Regions from separate parts of the Mus musculus genome. Here region 1 is linked to region 2. The links are chromatin contacts, called in public Hi-C maps. All regions are on one chromosome and are shown on one strand. The core of a region is the stretch at or near the end of the contact, and the rest is flanking DNA. Distances in the headings are between cores, read along the strand shown.

Region 1 (6,697 bases), core at 2,537-5,036, 64 kb before region 2:
GAAGAGCAGAGTCAGCTATGTACCCCACCGTCCCCAGAGATGTGTGACTGCATGGCCACATCCTGGAGTGCTACCTCCCAGAGCTGTAACCGAGGCACTCCTGGGAGAGCCTGCTTCAGGCTGCTTGACATCCGTCCTCCAAAACCGTGATACTCCATGAGAAGGTGTGTGGCCATTGCCTACAGGTTTGATTGACCATGGCTCTCTTCAGTCAGAGCCGCTTCGATCATTACATGAGACCCTCACGTAATCTAGCCTGTGGACATTCCAGCAAAACGGACGGGGCTCCCACGATCCTTAGAGACCCCCTGCTTCTTGAGGTTAGAGTTAATTGACTGGGTGGGATTTCTTCCTGTATAATCCTGAGCCACTCCAGGGGAAATCTTCACTGGTATAGCTACCTAAATACCATCCATGGGTCTTCCTGGTGGCCTGTGAGTCACCCACAGGACTATACATATACCTACTGGCTCACCAGGCTGGACCTGGATGGAATTCTTTCTTTGGTCTATGGGTGCTCTCTCCATCTAGGGAGAAATCAGCACTGTGTGGTCTCAGGAAAATTTGCCCTGCCCTCTGGGCCATTAGAATGGTTTCCAAAGGCTGGAAAACTCGGCAGCCACTCCAGCCTCCCACACTCGAGGCTCAAACACCAAAAGCCAGGTCTTTAACGCCATGATGACACATCTTGTCTTCTTCAGTCAACAGATGGTGCCAACGGGATCCTTATTCCCAAGTGGTCCTGGGCAGAGAGGCCTGTCAGGCTGGCGGTGACTGGCAGGGTCTGGTTCCGATCCTGAGCATGGCAGCATGGCTAGGCACCCTGTTGTCATGGAGAAGCATCTTCATTTTCCTCCCTTGAAGAAGGACGCACAAGTTCCAATTCCCAAAAAAGTCTGTGCTGCAAAAGGTTAAGTAAGAAGCGACAGACCCACACGTGTTCCTAAGGCCGGTGAAGACACTGGTGACACCATTACTCAGTTTCAGAATTCCCAGAAACCACTTCTCGGAGGCACGGTCTATGAGTGGACACAAACGGCTTACTGCGTGCTGACTGGCAACTGGCCAGTCGCTGCTTCTGTTCCTCAGATATGCTCGTCCTGTCTAGGGACTGGCATTTCCAGAAGCAAGGCATCGGTTTCCGCTGGGGCAAGTGCCAGGAGAAGCTTCCTAGTATTCTCCACGTCCCCTGGGGTTGCACATTCACCCCATGAGAGGCGAGCCTTCTCCAGAAGCCAAGAGGACGTGGCTGTGTCCTTCATTTCCCCCCCTTGAGGAATTCCAGATACCATGACGCCCACATTTCCTGGATGCGTGGCAGGCCGCTCTCACCTCTCATGTCTGGTGATGCTCACATCTCTGACGACTGACAGACAGACAGACACGCATCCTTCCCCTACCTCTCCTGCCACATGTAGAGGGTGTCCACTCTCCGCTCATGTGGGCTCGACATTAATTCTGGGTCATTTCACAACGACCCCTATGAGCTGAGAGGTTTACTGGTCAGCCCTGACATCTGGCAGCTGTGGGACCCAGGGCAGCCCGTACCCACTGCTCAATGTGCCGTGCCACGGGCAAAGGTGGCACTGAAAGTGTGCCCAGCTTGTCACTCACTCTGACATCATAAGCCCACAAGGTCAAGGAGATCACTGATCATTAACTATCCCTCTCAGATGGGAGATAGAGGGTTAGGAGCTAAACAACTTGCCCACAGTCCCTCGAGGACAGCAGAGCCATGGTCTCACAGCTTGGGACAGTGAAGAGCGATGGCAGCTGTGTTTCTCCAAGCAAGGTTCAGGGCTGCACATGACTTGTGTCATAGCAACTGCATAGACAAAGGTCACCAACTGCTGAACCCACTGTCACCATCTCCAGGACCCCAAACTCTCAAGGACTGTCCTTGAGTTCCAAGGCCCTTCTGCAGCAGCCTACAACCTCCAGCATCCCATGCTCCCTGGGAGTGTGTTCAAATGCAGGTTCTGTAGCTCTGTTCTGGTCCACTGGGCCAGGAGAGTTGCAGAGAGGCTGGGAGGCTCAACTACATACACACTGCTCTTCTCCGGGATCCTGATGCCCACACAATGGGAGTTTGTTTGAGCAGCAGATGAGGCAAGGAAACTGAGGTTCAGTGGGGAAAGAAATCCGAACGGGTAATTCCCCTGCCTGGGGCCAGCTCGGGCCTCTTGACCTCGGCTCTGGTGTCTGAGCCACACCCAGACGATCCTGCCGGCAGCTCACCACAAAGGGAGCTGCAGCCAGGACAGGCACTCTGCAAATGGCTGTATCCGTGGCCCTCGGAGGCCCTTCAAAGGTCTGGAGACTACACTCCCAAAATAAATCTCTTAGCTAAACAGACATTTTCCAAGAGGCAGCCTCATTTCCCAGAATACAAAGTGACCTAGAAACACAGGCCAGCAGAACCTAGGGATGGAGGCACACTCTTGCTCCATCTTCCTGCCCATGGCCTCTCTGTCTCTCTCTGTCTCTCTCTTTCGATCTCCCTCCCCCTTCTCTATTTTCTCTTCTCTTCCTTCCTTCCTACCTTCTGTTTGAAGGGTTTTTAGCATCAACAACGGCAGTTTCTTTTTGTGCAACAAATACCGACCCATTACTGTATGCCAGGCCCCAACAGAAGCCCTGCCACTTCCAAGGCTCAAAGCTCAAGGAGATTCCTTCATTAAAGGCTTCACTCACCTGCATGCCTGCTCCTGTCAAGCAGATATAGATAATCATAAAGAAGACCGAATAAGAGGAGAGGGGGAGAGTAAACTCATCTCGCTCTGCCACGCTTTCACTGTGGCATTTGGATCAAACTGTTCTGAGCCCTGCTTTCTCCCTTTGCACAATGATAAGGATCCTAGACAAGGTATTTGTCTAAAACTTAAGACACAGCAGATGCTCTCACACATGGGCGGGGGGAAAGGCACAGAGCGGCCTTGTTTTGGACTTTTCACTTTTTGCTTTATGTGTTTGGTTCCTATATTATTTGTTGCATACAGATTTGGTTTTCATATCTTCTTATGAAAAAAAAACTGCATTTTTCTGTGTATCTCTTGTGCTCTTACATGAAGAGTTAGTTGTTTTATTCCATTTAGTACATTTAAATTTGAGTTGTGTTTTATCAGGTAACTGGCATCTTTTTAAAAGGTTTGCATCTAGTTGAAATAGTTTTTGCAAGCCAGGTGTGGTGGTGCACGCCTTTAATCCCAGCACTCGGGAAGCAGAGGCAGGTGGATTTCTGAGTTCAAGGCCAGCATGATCTACAAAGTGAGTTCCAGGACTGCCAGGGCTATACAGAGAAACCCTGTCTCGAAAAACCAAAAAAAAAAAAAAAAGAAAGAAAGAAAAAAAAAGTTTTTGCCCATTCTTTTATTCTGAAAACATTTTAAAATCACAGTCTGGGACTTATCTTATTTTGTTTTCTCTGTTTCTTTTCCTTTTTTAGTTCTGAGGATGGAACTGGGGGCTTCCTATTAGGTGAGCTCTAACAATAAATACATCGTATTTTTCCTTCTTCATAAAAACTCTAACTTTCAGAACTCAATTTCAGCTAAACAGCTTTCCAGAAGGCTTTTTCTTTCCTCATAAAGGAAAAAAAAAAAAAAAAAAAAAAAAAGACAAGGAAAAAGGCTTAGTCATGAAGGCCACTTTGGCCTTAAGGAACTAAGTGACTTCACGCCTACAGGAATCTGGGACAATTGAAGGCAAATGGAAACAAAGATGGTGGTGGCAAGGAAAGAGGGCAGTTTGCAGAGGACCAGTAGAGTGTGAGGGACGGGTTAGCTGGAGACATGATCCGACCAGCTGGCAGGGTGTAGAGCTAGAAGATACCGTGGGCTGGACAAGTCTGGCTGGCTCTGTGATTTCCACTCATGAAGACAAAAAGACCTCAGAGGAATTGCCTGTGCTGTGAGGGAGAGGGGGGCAGGGCTCGGGCAGCTGGGGAGTAGGGAGGGGGAGGGGTCTGCCCCTTCTGGGTCACTTCGTCCCTAAGCCCTGGACATCAGAGGGAACAGGCTGAGCTCTGAAAAATCAACAAAGCAAAACTGGGCCTTCACATCTGAGTAAGGAGGGACGATGGGGGCACAGTTTTGTTTTCTGTGTGCTTACAGCTGAGAGCATACAAGGCAAAGAGAAACAGTAGCGGATTAACCGCACCTGTGGAAGGCATACAGTGGCATGCAAAGAACTTGCTGGCCAGTTCTTGGTCAACTTGATGCAAGCTAGAGTTCTCTGGGAAGATGGACTTTCGAATGAGAGCATGCCTCCATCCGATTAGCCTGTAAGGCAAGTCTGTAGGGCATTTCCTAGATTCAGTAATGGATGTGGGAGGACCCAGCTCACCCTAGGGAGGACCTAGCTCACCCTAGGCTCACTCAGTGCTGCTCCTGGGCGAGTAGCCCTGAGGTCTATGAGAAAGCAAACAAAAGAAGTAGCCAGAAAGCAGTGTGTAGTTGGTTCCTGCCTCCAGGTTCCTGCCTTGAGTCCCTACCCTGGCGTCCCTCAGTGATGATGGTCTATGACTTGTGAGCTGTAAGCTGAAATAAACCCTTCCCCCCACAGTGGCTTTTGGCCACCATGCTTATCACGGCAACAGAGCCCCTAACAACGGCAGCGAGTAAACATCCGAGAAAATGAAACCTGTGAACCGCAAAGACCTTCAAACCAGGTCAGGCCATCTAGGTAAGAGGAGACGTGCTAGAGCTTCCATTCACAAAGACAGACAGACAGACAGACAGACAGACAGACAGACAGACAGATGGGAAGTGGGGCCATCTACGGATGGGATGCAGGGGCCGTGGCCACAGGAACTGGTTGGCTGAGTATAGCCACAGGCTCTGGCATGAGTTCAGGTCATGGCTTCCACACCTTGGGACTGGGTTTCTGAGGAAGTTAGGTTACTCACATCAGCATAGATGTTGGTTCCATACACAGGAGCCCAATAGGATGGCTCTTCTCCACAGCGCGCAGGACACTGGATTCTGAAAATGAGAGGTAATCATTGTAAATGTGTGCCTGTGTGCTCACACATGTACATGTGTGTGTGTGTGTGTGTGTGTGTTTGTGTGACCTACACAAGCCATGGTTTGTGTGTAGAGGTCAGAGGGCAATCTTCAGGAATTGGTTTTCTTACCGCATGGGTCCTGGGGATCGAACTCAGGTTGTAAGACTTGGCAAGAAGTGCCTTCACCCACTGAGCCATCTTGCTAGTATGCAGATGGGACAGAGACCTAGGAATCATAGCTCAGGGCTGGGGCATGTCTCAAACACACAGGGCCCAGAATCAAGGCCAGCAAAGAAGAAAAGGAAGCAATTGTCCCCTATGGTGGCTGTGGTAAACACATCCTTGTCTTTATTTAACCATGCATGTAAAACTCAAAAGTCCCAGAGAGACGGTCACAGAGAAATGAAGGGCCCCAGGACAGGTGTGTTGGACTGTGTGCTGGACTGTGCGGGGTTGCACCTTCCTTACCTGGGTGCTGACAGGGTGTGCTCTGGGTGCAGAATGCAGATCATTATCAATAGGGGTTTTAAGGCTATTTCCCTATGTGGAGAGGAAGGGTGGGGAGCCCTCACCTCAGTGACTCAGAATGTTCCAAGAAGGGCACAGATAACTCCAGGCAGAAAGGGTCAGATTACCATGGAAGTCATGGCCTCAGCCCAGCTAATGGCCCCAGGGTTGAAGAGGGCTCCTCAGAGTGAAAAATAAGAGGGCCCCAGGTGGCTGGCAAGCCCCATGCCAGGCAGAAAAAGCATGAGCTTTGACTAAGAAAAGGCCCTTTGTGTCTGTCTGGAACAGTTTACCACAGGCTGAGCCCAGGGACCACAAAGCCAAGATGGCGGCCGAAAGCCACCTGGCCCAGATACAGGCAGGATGCTTGGCAGGAAGGAAGTCAATCAGGCGGGCTGAGGCAGCTCCTGGGAGGAATGGAAGGAGCAGGCAGGGAAAGAGTGGTGTGTGTGTGTGTGTGTGTGTGTTATATGTGTGGTGTGTATATATGTGTGTGTGATGTTTAAGTGTGTGTTATGTTGGGTGTGTGTATCTGTGTGTATGGTATATATGTGTGGTGTGTATATATGTGTGTGTGATGTTTAAGTGTGTGTTATGTTGGGTGTGTATATCTATGTGTGGTATGTATCTGTGTGTGGTGTGTATGTGTGTGTATATGTGTATATATATGTGTATGTGTGTGGTATGTATGTATGTGTATATGTGTTTGTGTGTGTATGTGTATATTATGTGGTGTGTGTGTGGTGTGTATGAATGTGGTGTGTGTATATGAATGTGGTGTGTGTATATGTGGTGTGTGTATATGTGGTATGTGTGTATGAATGTGGTGTGTGTATGTGTGTGTGTGGTATGTGTGTGTATGTGTGTATGTGTGTGGTGTGTGAGTATGAATGTGGTATGTATATGTGAATGTGGTGTGTGTATGTGTGGTGTGTGTGTCTGTGTGTCTGTGTCTGTGTGATGTTGAATGTGTGTACATGGGTTTAAAAAAACAATTTGAGAGTCTGAGAACTCTCACGCCTGCTCCTGGAGGGTGTCGGGTCGGAAGGTTGCATGAGCACATGGACCCTGACAAGGTTTTTCTCATCTCTGTTTCCTGCCATTTTCCTTTTCTTTCTCTGTCACACTCAAGAAATCCACGAAATGCCTGAGGCAGCCCCTTGAATACTCCAGCCAGTCTTATGT
Region 2 (6,350 bases), core at 499-2,998:
CGGGAAGGAGGTTCAGTTCCTGAACTGGCTGTCTCCCCATGCATACAGAAAATAAAGTCTTTGTTTAAGTTTCTCCTGGATCTCCCTGCTCCCCAGTCACTGGCCACCGGCCCAGGAAGACAAAGAGAGCAGAGAGATCCACAGGGTTTCAGATGGCCCATGAGGATAAGCGGTAATAAGTACAGGCCACACCAACTTTTTGGTTTTGTTTTTTCAAGACAGGGTTTCTCTGTGTAGCCCTGGCTGTCCTGGAACTCACTCTGCAGACCAGGCTGGCCTCGAACTCAGAAATCTGCCTGCCTCTGCCTCCAACTTTACTCAGGGTGAATCAAGGGTTCTATAGTTTGGGAGGAAGATGGGTAGGAATACCCAGGGTAGGCAAAGGTCATTGGCTGAAGGCTAAGGAACTCAAATGCCTCACTAGCATGGAGAGGCACTCCAGGGGTCTCAAGTGCTCGCTGGTCAGGTTCTTTTCCTGAGTAAGATAACTGAACCTGTTATATAACCAAGGCTACCATCATGACATTCTGCAGGGAGTGTGTGTGTGTGTGTGTGTGTGTGTGTGTGTGTGTGTGTGTGTGTGTATGTGTGTGACTTCTCCGGACAAGGTCTGAGGAGAAGCCCTGCTGACAGAGAGTCCGCCATTTTGTGTCTGGTCAGAAGGTTCTCTGGACAATGGTAGATTTCTACCTTAATTAGCAGGGCATCAGGGAGTGAGTCTTTGGAGTGAGTTTTCTTGGCTTCTCCCTAGATCCACCAGTGGGAAACCTTTCCAGAAGACAGGACTTTGGTCAAGGCTGCATAAGTCGCTGCACTCCCGCTACAGCCTCCAAAAGAGCTCTCAAGAAGACAAAAGGACAGTGACCTCCTCCCCTCATAGAATCAGCCATCAAATCCCAGCCAAAGATGAGCTGACTCCATTGTTGAAAGCACATCCTGACACTGGGCTGGGGGCGAGGGTGTCCGCCTCACTCACGTGGAATACTGAGGGATACAGAGAGTACGGTCACAGCAGCCTGGCATGGTGTTACGAGGCTCCCGCTTCACCCCAGGAGTCACGGGAGAGCAGCAACTCTTCCTACGTTGTGAAGAACTACATACCGAAGTCCTGTGGGCAACACCAGCATTGCTCTCCAGGAGCTAAACAGATTAAGCAAAACCAGAAGAGAGCGGCATGGAATCACGGTACAGAGCTGAATACAGAGGAAAGGAGGAAGGTGGCAAAGGGGGTGATGGGTGGCCAGGTTCCCCAGCTGTTGTGTCAGAACAGGAATGTCTGCATGACCAAGGGAGGGAGAGAGACAGAAGCAGGTAGGGAATTGTGACTCGGGAGGGAGGGGAACGTGGGAGAGCGGGGAGTCCTGAAGTGGGTGGGGAGAGGCTAGGAGTAGCCAGCAGCTTTCCTCTGCCCTGTTAGGCAATGGACAGCTGTGTGACAGACAGCAAGACATCTGTGACCCAGGGCAGACTGTCCACACTGTGGCAACCTAAGAGCTGTGTGCTGTTGCCAGATGCATAGGGAGGCGGAATGTCACCTGTCATCAGGGACTGCACAGGGTGACAATCACTGCACGAGCCTCTCAGGGGAACAAGTCTGTGACAGTCACTGTGTCCAGTGGGGGAGCGGGGGGGTTCTGATGCAGCAGCTAGAACTTACACCTCCTGCCAGCGCTGGGGAAGGACTGTGAGTCAGGCTGCTCACTGCTGGCTGCTGGCTACAGTCACCCACCGGGTTCCCACGGGCAGGAGGGAGCCAGCACTCTGGGAATGGGGATGGCAGCTCAGAAAGAACTTAGGCTTCCCAGAACTCTTAACCAAAACAGAATGCGCCAACCTCGTGAATTCTGAGGGAAAGCGCTCTTCACTGGCATTTCCCACATCACCAAGGCCCCTGAGGCTCAGTGGCTCCCAGGAGTCCCTGGGCCCCGGTGTTTGCTGACCTCAGAGGCTCCATGGAAGCTGGCCTGGGTTTGAGTCCCCGCTGAGCACCCTGGTGCTGTCGCCTTCTCTTGACCTCCTCCCCTGCTCTGTAAATGAAGAGCTTTTGAGGCGCTAGGTGCACAGTTGGTACCCAGATGCCCTTGTTCGAGAGTGGTGGTTTGCAATCATTTAAGCTACAGGCTCCTAGGGTGCTGGAGACAGGTAAGTCTCATAGCCCTCATGGAGACGATTCTATTGGCAGTAATAGGTAATTAACACAGAGATCCACAACTGGTGCAGAGAATAAGATACTGTGGAATGCTCAGCCCTGACTGGGACACCTGTGTCACAGGCCCTCCTCCGCAGCCTCAGGAACCTTTGCAGAAGAGGAGGCAGAGAGAGCACTAAAAGCCATGGGCTGTGGATGACTGACCGTCAGGAAACCGTCTTCCCTATGTAGCAGGGCAGCAGCATACATGAAGTCACAGCAGTCAGTTGTGACAGTGTGCACAAGACCTGTGTAAGCTCAGGCCACCCAGTCCTCCTCCCCTGAGCAGAGGAGCAAAGGCTGCTGGGAGAGGAAAAGCCAGTTAAGCCAACTCACACTCCAGTGGGTGGCCACACACCCAAGAATGGATGGGTGGCACAAACTGGGTTAGCTGGGTAGGAGTGTGGTAGATACAGAGTTGGGTGGGAAACTAAGGGGGGGGAGCGTGGATCAAGGAAGAGGTGGAGGAGGGGTGACTCTATGATCAAAACATATTATACAAGATTCTCAGAGAACTATTAAAAAAATTAAAAGGTACTTACAGGTCAAAGTAAGTGATAAAGAAAAAGAAAAGTGAAGCGAAATAAAATTGAGGTCCCTAGCTGTGTTCCTGAACCAAGCCACCCACCCACTAAAGCTCTGGTTGCCCAGGCCCCCAACCCTTCTGCTGACAGCTGCGCTGATCAACCGTTCCCTGAGACCCTGATGTACAGAGGAGGAGCCTGCTTGGCAGAAGACAGCACATTCAAGACCTCTGCATCCCAGACTTTCTTATTTTCTGTGATGGTTTCTATATGCTTGGCCCAGGGAGTGGCAGTGTTAGGAGGTGTGGCCCTGTTGGAGTAGGTGTGTCACCGTGGGTGTTGGCTTTAAGACCCTCATCCTAGCTGCCTGGAAGTTAGTTTTCTCCTAGCAGCCTTCAGATGAAGATGTAGAACTCTCAGCTCTGCCTGCACCATGCCTGCCTGGATGCTGCCGTGTTCCTGCCTTGGTGATAATGGACTGAACCTCTGAACCTGTAAGCCAGCCCCAATTAAATGTTGTCCTTATAAGACTTGTCTTGGTCATGGTGTCGTTCACAGCATTAAAACCCTCTAACTAAGGCACTTTCTCTGTCTTCTGACATCCTGGCTCTCTCTCAGGACCCTGTCACTGAAGAGTGACCTGCTGGCCCAGGTCACTCTCCCTCCATCATTGTAGGCTATCTGCGGCTCTGCTTACCAACCCCAGGGTCACAAATGGCAGAGGCCCTAGAGTAGTACTCAGTGCCACCATAGTTACAGTCAAACACATCTTTATGTCCCTTACCTACTATGTGTGCTGTGGCTCATATGACTGGCCCCTAAACACCCACATGTTGAAGACTTGGTTCCCAGCTTGTGATGTTATGGATGGTGGTATAGCCATGCCATTTGGATGGGGACCTAGTATTGGGGCCCTAGTACCTTCTCATCCCTCCCTTTCTGCTTCCAAGCCACCAGAAATGAACGAGCCTCATCTGGCCGTGCTCCACACACATCCGTACTACAGGTCCAGATAAACCTTCTCTCCTTGTAAGATGTTTATCACATTTTATCACAGTAGCAGAAGCTGACTGACAATCTGGTTCACAATTGGATGTGGTAATGTCCCCAGTCTTCATTGTCCCAGTGAGGAAGAGGACAGACTTCACGCTGGCAAAAATGCAGGATGAAGAATATGAGCAACTGGAGAAGCTGACGCTTCGGGCAGAAGCCTTGGCTGCTGAAAGGACGACTGCTCGACCCTTTATGCATTACTTCTATGAAGAGGTAAAAGGTCACTGGGTATGGCGGTTCACACCTGCAGTCCTAGGATTCAGAAACTGAGGCAGTGAGTTCCAGGACAGCCTGGGCTACAGACTGAAACTATGACCCATAACAAGAAATATGAAGCAAACAAACAGTTTGGAAAAGCAGAGAGGACCCCTGCCCCCTCCAGGTGCATCACATTCTGGGAAAAGCCAGATACCATCTCAGAAAGTCTAGAAACGGCCACCCTCACACTTGAACGCCCAGCTCCCCTTGTTATCAAGAGACCTAGGCAGGCAAGGACAGAAGAAAAGGAAGAGAGACTGGAGGGACTGCTCAGCGGTTTGGGCGCTGGCTGCTCCAGCAGAGGACCAGGCTTCAGTTTCCAGCACCGCAGGGCAAGTCACGGCTCGGTAACTTTAGCTGAAGAGGATCCGATGCCCTCTGCTGGCCGCCTCAGGCACTGTGCACACAATCTGCTGGCTAATTTGACTCAGGCTAATTGCCACAAACTTGAGTCAGTCACCTGAGAGGAAGGAGTCTCAGTTAACAGAATGTCTCCATCAGGATGGGCTGTAGGTAAGGGCATTTTCTTAACTAGTGATTGATGGAGGAGGGTCCAGTCTACTGTGGGTGGGGTCGTTCCTAGGTTGGTGGTCCTGAGTTCTATAGGCAAGCAGGCTGAGCAAGTCACGGGGAGCAAGCCAGTAAGCAGCACTCTTCCACGGCCTCTGCATCAGCTCCTGCCTCCAGGATCCGGTCTGTGTGACTTCCTGCCCCAAATTCCCTCACTGATGAGATGCTACCTGGAAGTATAAGTTGAAGCAAACCCTTTCCTCTCCAAATCATTTAGGTCGTGGTATTTATCACAGCAATCGTAACCCTGACGAAGAAACACGCACAATAATAGTAAATGAATCTTTCAAAAAAGGAAAGGAAACCGAAAACCATACAGACTGGACAGAGAGGAAGGCAACATCCCAGGCCATCAGCCACAGAGTATCCTCTACAGACCGGAATCCAAATAACAATGAGCATAAAGAATCATCCACTGAGAGGTGGTTCAATGGTTAGAGCAATGGCGCGCGGGCGGGGGGGGGGGGCCTTCCAGAGAATGTGGGTTCTGTTCCCAACACCACAAGACAGCTCCCAACCATCTGATTCCAGTTCCACAGGATCTGGCCTCTGGGGGCACAAGGCACACACTTGGTGCACAGACACATATGCAGGCAACACATCCACACACATAAGAAGGTAAAAATGGAGGAAAGACTGCCAACAGCTGTCCACAGCATGGGCTGCGATGGTTCCCCTTGGCCGTCCACTTGATGGCGTGCAGAATCACCACAGAAACAGCTCTGGGACTGTCTGTGAGGAGTGTCTGGATCGGGTTAACTGAGCAGGTTAAGACTCAGCTTGAATGTGAGTGGCAGCATCCCATAGGCTGGCATTCCAGAGTAAATAAAAACGAGAAAGTGAACGGAACACCAGCCCAGTCTCTCTCTCCCTCTCCCTCTCCCTCTCCTCCCCCTCTCCCTCTCCCCACTCTCTTTCCCTCTCCCCCCCTTGCTCTCCCTCTCCCCCCCTCTCTCCTGACTCTCGATGCCACATGACCAGCTGCTTCCCTTCCTGCTACTGTGCCTTTCCCACCATGATGGACCCCCAAAACTGTGAGCCTAAAGGAACCCCTTTCTTCCTTAAGATGGCTTTGTCAGGATGTCTTTAGTTTGGGTTTCTGTTACTGAAGCGACACCATGACCAAGGCAAGTCTTATAAAGGACAACATTAATTGAGGCTGGCCTAAAAGTCCAGAGGTTTAGTCCATTATCATCCTGATGGGAAGCATGGAGGCCGACATAGTGGGGAGGAGCTGAGAGTTCTACATCCAATGGGCAGGCAGCAGGGCCACGCTTGAGCATCTAAGACTTCAAAGCCCCCTCCAGAGATCAGTTCCTCCAACAAGGCTGTACCTACTCCCACACTGCCAAATCTAACAGGGCCACTTGCAATGGGCCTATGGGGGCCATCTTCTTTCAAACCACCACACAGGAGTTTGGTCACAACAATCAGATAAGTAAAGCAGGCAGAAATTGGTACCAGGAGGTGGAGAGTGGAGTCATTGTTGTGATGTATCCACCCAGGGGGCTCCAAAGTCTTTGGAGGAGTTTACAAGAGTTTGTAGCTGTGCGCCAGAGAAGTCCTACAACGCCTGGAGCAGGGCTTAACTGTCCTTTCTGATGGGAGCCTGAACCATTAGGTGACATCCCTCACACTCCCTGGCCTGTTTGTTTCCCCACTAGCTGTGAGCTCTTCAAAACAGTAGTGGCCAGGTAGGGCGTGATGGCTCGGGCCATCATCTTAGTTATTTAGGGGGCTGAGGCAGGAGGATCTCA

Evidence for each region. Hi-C and Micro-C count contacts between places; a contact is called where the count stands out from the background.
Region 1: a Hi-C map of cerebral cortex shows a contact between it and region 2, with 1.5 times the contacts expected there. The contact joins two enhancer-like sites. A contact is called at or near these places in 1 of 39 promoter capture datasets (HPC-7-derived erythroid cells), 4 of 484 Hi-C or Micro-C datasets (the HL-1 cell line, cerebral cortex, embryonic stem cells and 1 more), 3 of 115 datasets of contacts at active chromatin or transcription factors (the HPC-7 cell line, acute myeloid leukemia and embryonic stem cells) and 4 of 9 other capture datasets (adipose tissue, embryonic stem cells, liver and 1 more).

What each region holds. Positions count from the first base shown.
Region 1 is chr8:120,031,845-120,038,541 of GRCm38.p6, reverse strand. It overlaps Crispld2 (cysteine-rich secretory protein LCCL domain containing 2), which reads right to left. Exons shown (of 15, transcript NM_001310635.1): 13 at 4,907-4,982. Among named protein-coding and RNA genes, the nearest start is that of Crispld2, 43 kb to the right of the region's middle. Within about 2 kb of position 3,786, at least 33 of the 459 cell types and tissues checked have an H3K27ac peak or open chromatin away from gene starts, as enhancers often do. A contact at or near this core is called in cerebral cortex and muscle stem cells, where this site is marked.
Region 2 is chr8:119,965,694-119,972,043 of GRCm38.p6, reverse strand. No RefSeq gene overlaps it. Among named protein-coding and RNA genes, the nearest start is that of Crispld2, 24 kb to the left of the region's middle. Within about 2 kb of position 1,748, at least 11 of the 459 cell types and tissues checked have an H3K27ac peak or open chromatin away from gene starts, as enhancers often do. A contact at or near this core is called in cerebral cortex and muscle stem cells, where this site is marked.